Linked DNA regions of Rattus norvegicus: region 2 is linked to region 1. A link is a contact called in public Hi-C data. All regions are on one chromosome and are shown on one strand. The core of a region is the stretch at or near the end of the contact, and the rest is flanking DNA. Distances in the headings are between cores, read along the strand shown. Region 1 has its middle 38 kb from the start of Cxadr. Region 2 holds the start of Cxadr (CXADR, Ig-like cell adhesion molecule).

Region 1 (3,842 bases), core at 794-3,293:
TCACTCCAGAGTCTGGCTGGAAGCCGGGGGCTTCTTCAGCCCCAGTGGCTGGCAAGCAACCCCTTACTGAGCGGCTCTCTCACGTGCATTAAAAATAGCTAATAGGATGGACGAACACATATCAAACTACAGGACAGCCCCTGTGCCTGGGATTAGGAGAGCAGAGGGGACCATGCGACAGAGGACGACACTCATATTTAGAAGTGATTTTCTTTTCAAAAAAAAAAAAAAAACTTACTTTTAATCAACACAGACTAATCGTGCATGTTCACGAAGTACCATGTGACATTCACTTCAATACATTTACACTATTTAGAGCAAGGTAAATTTGCATATCATCACTCATCACTCAATTATTTCTTTGTGTTCCCGGTACTCTAATGGTTCTAAACCTATGGGTTGGGACCACTAGAAAACACACATTTGCAATGGTCTTAGACACTGGGACACCTCTCAGCGCAAAATTTACAGTTACAAAATGGCAATGATACCAAATGTACCGTTAGGACCTCCCAAGACCATCGGAAATTGGCGTTTTCTGATGGTTGCAGCCCGTGGGTCAGGAACTGCTGTGACCTACTCAGTATTTTGAAATATATCAATTGTTGTCAACCAGAAAGAATAGTCCAACTTGATTATTTATCCTAGACGTGTCAGTGGAACCCCCACAAGGCAGCACAGCAGGCAAATGATTCTATCTGTAATAGAGCTGCCCTCTCCTGCCTGGCTTTCCTGGGACACACATTCTAAGTCCTTGGCTTGGCTCAGACTGTGCTATCTTGTTTCTTCCTAGGCCATAATTTTCACACTAATATTACAATAAGTTTCAGATTCAAAACTAGCTTTTGTCAAACTCTTCTGCCTTGGCTATATTTGGTATACCTTTTAATTGATTGATTGATTCATTCATTCATTCATTCCCCTATCCACTTGAATAAATACCTTTATTTCTAATTTGTTTGTTTACTATTTATTTAATTATCTGAAAAGCTCTGGTGTTTTTCACACTGTAGGCAAGTGCTCTACCACTGAGCTGCACTCCTCAGCTGAGTAAATGCCTTCTCTGGTAGACAAGGCCATGGTGCTCCCTAGTTGATGAGAACACCACCCTCAGTACGGTTTTCAAAACAGGACTGTGGTTCATGTGTCATTTCTCTGTACCTATTACTCATTCCATGATGAGGAGTCTGGGCTCACGTTTTCCTTGGCCTCCATCTAGGAACATTCTAGAGGAGGTGTCCAGAGACTTCCTCCTCCTGAAGGAGGCATAGGGATAGAGTAGGTAGAGAGTCAAAACCAACCATGACCTAAGCAATAAAAAAATGCCTTTGCGTAAAGTTTCTGTCTTGTAAAACTTGATATCTCTTATCTACCAACGTGCCAAAGTCCAGCTCTGCACACGACACAGCCGAAGCTGACAGAATAAACTTTGCGACACTCAAAAGTCAAGCTTGATCACTATGACTGTTCCTTCCGTTTTGTCAATGAAGCAATGATAATAGAAAGTTGGTTTTCTTTAATACAATGAAAGCAGGAGAGCTAGAAAAATCTCCTCATGAGTGTCTGTCTATATATTACCATTCCTAAAAAGTTGTTCTCTCCTTGTAATAAAATGCTTTTTCCTAGTAAGTGACCTGCTGTAAACTTTCACCCTGTCAAACATTTCTAGCAGGTGACCGATTTACTTCTGTTGGATCAGAAACATGCTACAGTTTGAGTAAGATGTTCTTCGAGTAGAGGAATGTACTTCCGTGTGCCTTGTAGCAGCTAGTAAGCAGGTTTTTATGTTGTAGCCACTTGTAATGTGCATTGTAAGTTTGTGGGAGGAAATGACATCCATGATTCTCAATATTGTACCCTTAGAAATCACCATTTTAAGTGGAGTCATGTTTAATTACAGCTTTTTGTTTTTTGTTTTTAAACAGGTTCCTGCATGCTCTGTTTTCTGCAAGACACAGTCTAACACCTATTATATGAGGGCTGAAAAAGTCCCAGGAATGAAACTTGCTGCTCCTTTCCTTGCTTTCCTTCTTGGCCTCTGTTCCTGTCAGAGGAGTTTCACTTCTCTAGGTCATCCTCTCTGACCTTCTAAGCTTGTCTTCTATTCCACTTCCTATTACTTCTCTCAAACTTGGCCACCAGCCGGGTCCTTCCTTTTTCTTCTCTAGCAATGAAATTTATACACTCAGCATGTATGTATGTATGTATGTATGTATGTATGTATGTATGTATGATGTATGTATGCATGCATGTATGTATGTTGTACACATATTTATACATATTTTTTCAGTCAGGTGTTGGTAGCATGTGCTTGTAATCGTAACACTGGTGAAACAAAGGGGAATCTCTGGGCATAAGGGCCAGCCAGCCTAACTAACCTAGCAAGTAAGGTTCAAGTCAGTGAGAAACCCTGTTTCACAAAGAGAGGGATGTTACCTGACAAACGACAAAAGGTTGATCTCTGTTCCACACATAGCACATATCTCCTCCTGTACACACACACTCACACACACTCACTCACTCACACTCTCACACTCACACTCACACTCACACTCACACTCTCACACTCTCACACTCTCACACTCTCACACTCTCACACTCTCACACTCACACACTCACACTCACACACTCACACTCACACACTCACACTCACACACTCACTCACTCACACTCACACACTCACTCACTCTCACTCTCACTCACTCACTCTCACTCTCACTCACTCACTCTCACTCTCACTCACTCTCACTCTCACTCACTCTCACTCACTCACTCTCACTCACTCACTCTCACTCACTCACTCTCACTCACTCACTCTCACTCACTCACTCTCACTCACTCACACTCACTCACTCTCACTCACTCTCACTCACTCTCACTCACTCTCACTCACTCTCACTCACTCTCACTCACTCACTCTCACTCACTCTCACTCACTCTCACTCACTCTCACTCACTCTCACTCACTCACTCTCACTCACTCACTCTCACTCACTCACTCTCACTCACTCACTCTCACTCACTCACTCACTCTCACTCACTCACTCTCACTCACTCACTCTCACACACACTCACACACACACTCACACACACACTCACACACACTCACACACACTCACACACACACACACACTCACACACACACTCACACACACACTCACACACACACTCACACACACACTCACACACACACTCACACACACACTCACACACCACCACCAAAAACAAAAACAAACAAAAAAACCAAAAAAGCAGTTATTAAAAATTTTCATTATTTAGTGTTCTATCTGTTAAATGCTTTTCAGCTCCTTCAAAGCAAGGATCACTTGTGCCCCCAAAGAGTTTATAGTAACTCTTCAATGTAATGGGCCAGAGTGTTAAGAAGCTGAAATTTTATTTAAAATCCATTATTGTAAAAATTGCAGGGGTTGGGGATTTAGCTCAGTGGTAGAGCGCTTGCCTAGCAAGCACAAAGCCCTGCGTTTGGTCCCCAGCTCCGAAAAAAAGAGAAAAGAAAAAAAATTGCACTACTATAAAGTTGCTGAGGAAAAGTCCATTGCTTTGTTATTACATTTTCCTAAAGCTGGAGAAAAATTAATTTTAATATAATTAGGAGCAAAATTACTTCAAAATAAAGACTAAAATTTTAAATTGGGTAAAACAGAAAAGTCACCACACTGTCCTACCTATTTCTATTTTTTGTAATTAAATAAGCGAAGTGTAGAATCTTGGGGGGGAAATGAAGCAAAAACTCGAAGGAACTAATTGTAGTATCAACAACGATACCTTTGAGTGAGCTAGTCGATCATGACAAATAGTGATGAGCAGCCAGGTCCCCATCT
Region 2 (3,682 bases), core at 543-3,042, 38 kb after region 1:
TAGGAGCCTGCTTAGCCTTAAATCTGTTTATTTTTCTGTCTCAATTATTGTTCTGTTACTATGAATAGACACCATGGCAAAGGCAACTCTTACAAAATAAGGCATTTAATTGGAGACTTGTCTACAGTTTCGGTCCATAATCATAATGCAGGGAGCTTGCAGACAGGCAGGTATGATGCAGAAGTAGCTGAGAGCTATATCTTGATCTGTAAGGAGAGGGGGTAGGGTTGGGGTGGGGGGTGGCAAGAGAGAGACAGGGTCTTATGGGCTTTTTGAAACTTCAAAGCCTGCACCCAAGGATATACCTCTTCCAATAAGGCCACACCTACTGCAAAAGGATGCAGTCCCCAATACTTCTAATCCTTCCAAAGAGTGCCACTCCCTGATGGCTAAGCATTTAGATATATGAGCCTGTGGGGGCTATTCCTACGCAACCCTGCACACCTGCCTTGTCTCTTCTGGTTCAATAAGCCATTCCCAATATTCCATTACTAGCTGCTACTCGCTGAGCACTTCCTATGTGCTTTGCCGGGTGCTAAGCCTCTTTTAAAAAAAGTTTTATTTGAACACACTGTCTCTGTCTTCAGACTCACCAAAAGAGGGTACCGGATCCCATTACAAATGGTTGTGAGCCACCAGGGGGTTGCTGGGAATTGAACTCAGGACCTCTGAGTAGCCATTGGTCTTAACTGTTGAGCCATCTCTTCAGCCCTGCCAAGCATTTTTTCTTTTTTCTTTTTTTTTTCCGGAGCTGGGGACCGAACCCAGGGCCTTACACTTGCTAGGCAAGCGCTCTATCACTGAGCTAAATCCCCAACCCCCTGCCAAGCATTTTTAAATGCATGATTTCACTTCCACTTCTAAACAACTTGCCCACCCAGACCCCTAGTTCTTGGCCATTAAGCTGGTTTCTTCTGTTTTCTATCTCCTAATAAGGGGCTCTTGTGAATTTCAACATCTCTACAATTAAAAAAAAAAAATGACCTGGGAAGAGCAACCAAGAGCAGGCAGCAAGGACAAGTCTGAGGATAACAGCATGGGAGAGCTGCAGGGCGGGATTGAACAGTCTCTTCAAATCCCTAATTTCCAAGAGCCACTCCCGTTCATTTAGCCACCCCCAACCAGTCTCACTTTTAAAGTTCTCTTGTCCTTGTGGGCTAAATTCAGGGCCAGGAGATTCAAAATCGCAAGGAGAACAGCCCCAAGTATTTAAACCCGTAGCCTTATTTTATAGGTCTAGTGTATGCAGGGGCGGAAGAAGAGCCTCCCCTGAGCCTTCTACAGGAACCTAGCCTTTCAAAAAGAAGGCATGATATTCGTGGAGCCTTCTGATCGCACACTCGCACATGGAAAAACGGGTGCCGGGAGGTCCTCACCCCTGACCACAGGATACAGTGACGGCTGTGGGGGACCGGCTGGTGGTGTGTAGAAACCTAGCTCAGGGTCTAGGGAGAGGGAACAATTCTGGCCTGGAGCCGGGCTCCGGGGGAGGGTGTGACTGCGGTTTCGGCTTTGAGACTGGCTCGCTGGTTCCCAGTTCACAAAGCAGCGATTGAACCAGGGGAAGAAAGCTCGGGAGAGCTGGAGGTGGCTCTCGGAGCAAGCAGGTGTAGGGCGCAAGGATTGCTGGAGCTGGAAGGTTCCCTGGAGGGGGGTGGAGGCGTGGGGAGGGGAAGGGGGCTTGCGCTGAGCCAGTTTCCATGGCAACCCCAGGGCGCCAACACTGTGGGCTCCTTGGGGCTCCCGATTGCTGCCGGAAGTGACGCGTTCACCTGCCGAGCTGGGGCGGGGCGCAGAGGTGCCTTCGCTGCTGCCACCGCCGGGAGCCAGTCGGGAGTGTACCAGGCTCTGGAAAAAGCAGGGCTACCCGAGCTGAGAGCGTTTACCTGCAAGCTACGGCCCGGCAGCTCCCATGGCGCTCCTACTGTGCTTCGTGCTCCTGTGCGGTGTCGCGGGTGAGTTGCGGCACCTCTCTGTCGTCCCAATCCTTTGCGCTCCCAGCTCGCGGCCTCCCGGGAACAATGGGGCGTGGGGGGAGGGGGAGGCTCAATTTGGGGGCGCTGCTGTGGAGGTGGCGAGTGGGCACCCATGCACGGGGCGATCAGACCACGCGCGCCAGCCGGGAGAATGCATCTGTCCCCGGGAGCCGCGCAGGGGGTGTGAGGCGCCTGGGAGGCAGCGGAGCCAGGACCGGATCGTCCGGTGGCGGTGGCGGTGGCGGTGGCGGTGGCGGTGGCGGTGGCGGTGGCGGTGGCGGAGGCTCACCGAGCGGCGTGTGGGGCGCGCCTCCAGGGCAGCTTACCCTAGGGACCACTTCGCTTTATCTGACCTTGTCTGTTTCCCGCGTCTCCCTGGGTGTTGTGTGCCGCCAGCCTTCCCCGATTTCCAAGCTCCAGGCTGCGAGTTTTTACGTATCGGGTAGTCCAAGCGGGGAGGCTGAATTACAAACGCCATTATTTGAGAGAAGACTGAGACGTTCGGTGTCAATCGTCCTGGCTACCTCTAGGAAAGAAGCACTGAAGCTGCTGGGTTTTTAGTCTCAGAAAACAGGCTGGCTCGACCGAGCAGCCCCGAGACGAGGGATTAGGAACCGACTGTCTGAAATCCGTGCTGGGGAGGAGTTAACCGGGTTTGTAATAAGTTGATTTTTTTTTTTTTTTTGGATGACGATTGACGTTCAGGTGGTGAGGTGTGTTGTGTTAGAAATCGCCTAGTACATCCTTCAGCTGCAGAGCGTCTTTTTCGGGAAACAAGGCGTTTAAAAAATGCCTGGACTCCGAGACGCGTAAGCATTTTAACACTTAGAAATTAATCCTTTTTCTAAGTGTGTTTTAAGAAGTTGATCTCATTTCCTATACTAAGCATTTGGAGGAATTTTGAAACCAAATGAGTCATAAAAAAGATTTACACATTCAACTCTAGGAGGCACACGCACACACAGTGTAGCCTCCGAAGATGGTTGGTTAGGGTCCCGGGAGTTGGGAAGGTTGTTAGATCTGTAGGGATGGCCCTCTGCTTCCTGCTGAAATGTTAATTCCATTGTTGGATGCCACAGCTGTGAACATTACTCATGGGATCAACATTCTATTAACAAGTCTGTCTAATCTGTGGATCTGAGGCTACCACACCACCTCCACCTTTTTTTTTTTTTTTTGATACAGATCTTTTAGGCTTGGCTGAAATTTTGAAAGTAAATCTTCTGGAAAACAGAAAGGGTCGTTGAACCAGTCTACTTGGTGAATCCCACCTTTGGTAAAACAAACCAAAGTTGAATAGTGTAAAGCAGAAAGAGGAGGAATGAACGGTGTAGGAGACAGACTACCTATCTTCCTCTTTTTTTTTCTTCTTGTGAAGCAATGGGGTATTTTTTTTTTCCTCTTCTGAAATACCCCTCTGGTAGTCACTCTTTCCATTAAGGCTATTTTAATATACTTAGCTATTCAGTTCATATAGTGTGCGTTAGGGTGTAGTCAACATACCATTGAAGGACAATTGCTTGTCGAAACAGGACAACTCCACTCCAGTTTTTCTGCTTAAGAACTCAAATTTCCCATTTCCCGCCCCTAACAACCCAACCAACCAACAAATAAAATAAATCCAAAGCCCCAAATTCAAATATCACAGAAACTAATTGGTGTATATGGCTTTGAGTGTTTTGTAGATCAGGCTCTTAGTGTAGTGG

Evidence for each region. A called contact is a pair of places that touch in the nucleus more often than the background predicts.
Region 2: a contact with region 1 is called in a Hi-C map of liver, with 2.2 times the contacts expected there. The contact joins the promoter of Cxadr here to the enhancer-like site in region 1. A contact is called at or near these places in 7 of 12 Hi-C or Micro-C datasets (the A7r5 cell line, the Rat2 cell line, hepatocytes and 3 more).

Annotation. Positions count from the first base shown.
Region 1 is chr11:30,429,633-30,433,474 of GRCr8, forward strand. No RefSeq gene overlaps it. Among named protein-coding and RNA genes, the nearest start is that of Cxadr, 38 kb to the right of the region's middle. Within about 2 kb of position 2,044, at least 7 of the 93 cell types and tissues checked have an H3K27ac peak or open chromatin away from gene starts, as enhancers often do. A contact at or near this core is called in hepatocytes and liver, where this site is marked.
Region 2 is chr11:30,467,986-30,471,667 of GRCr8, forward strand. Cxadr (CXADR, Ig-like cell adhesion molecule) reads left to right here and starts at 1,793. Exons shown (of 7, transcript NM_001399207.1): 1 at 1,793-1,955. The coding sequence starts at 1,913.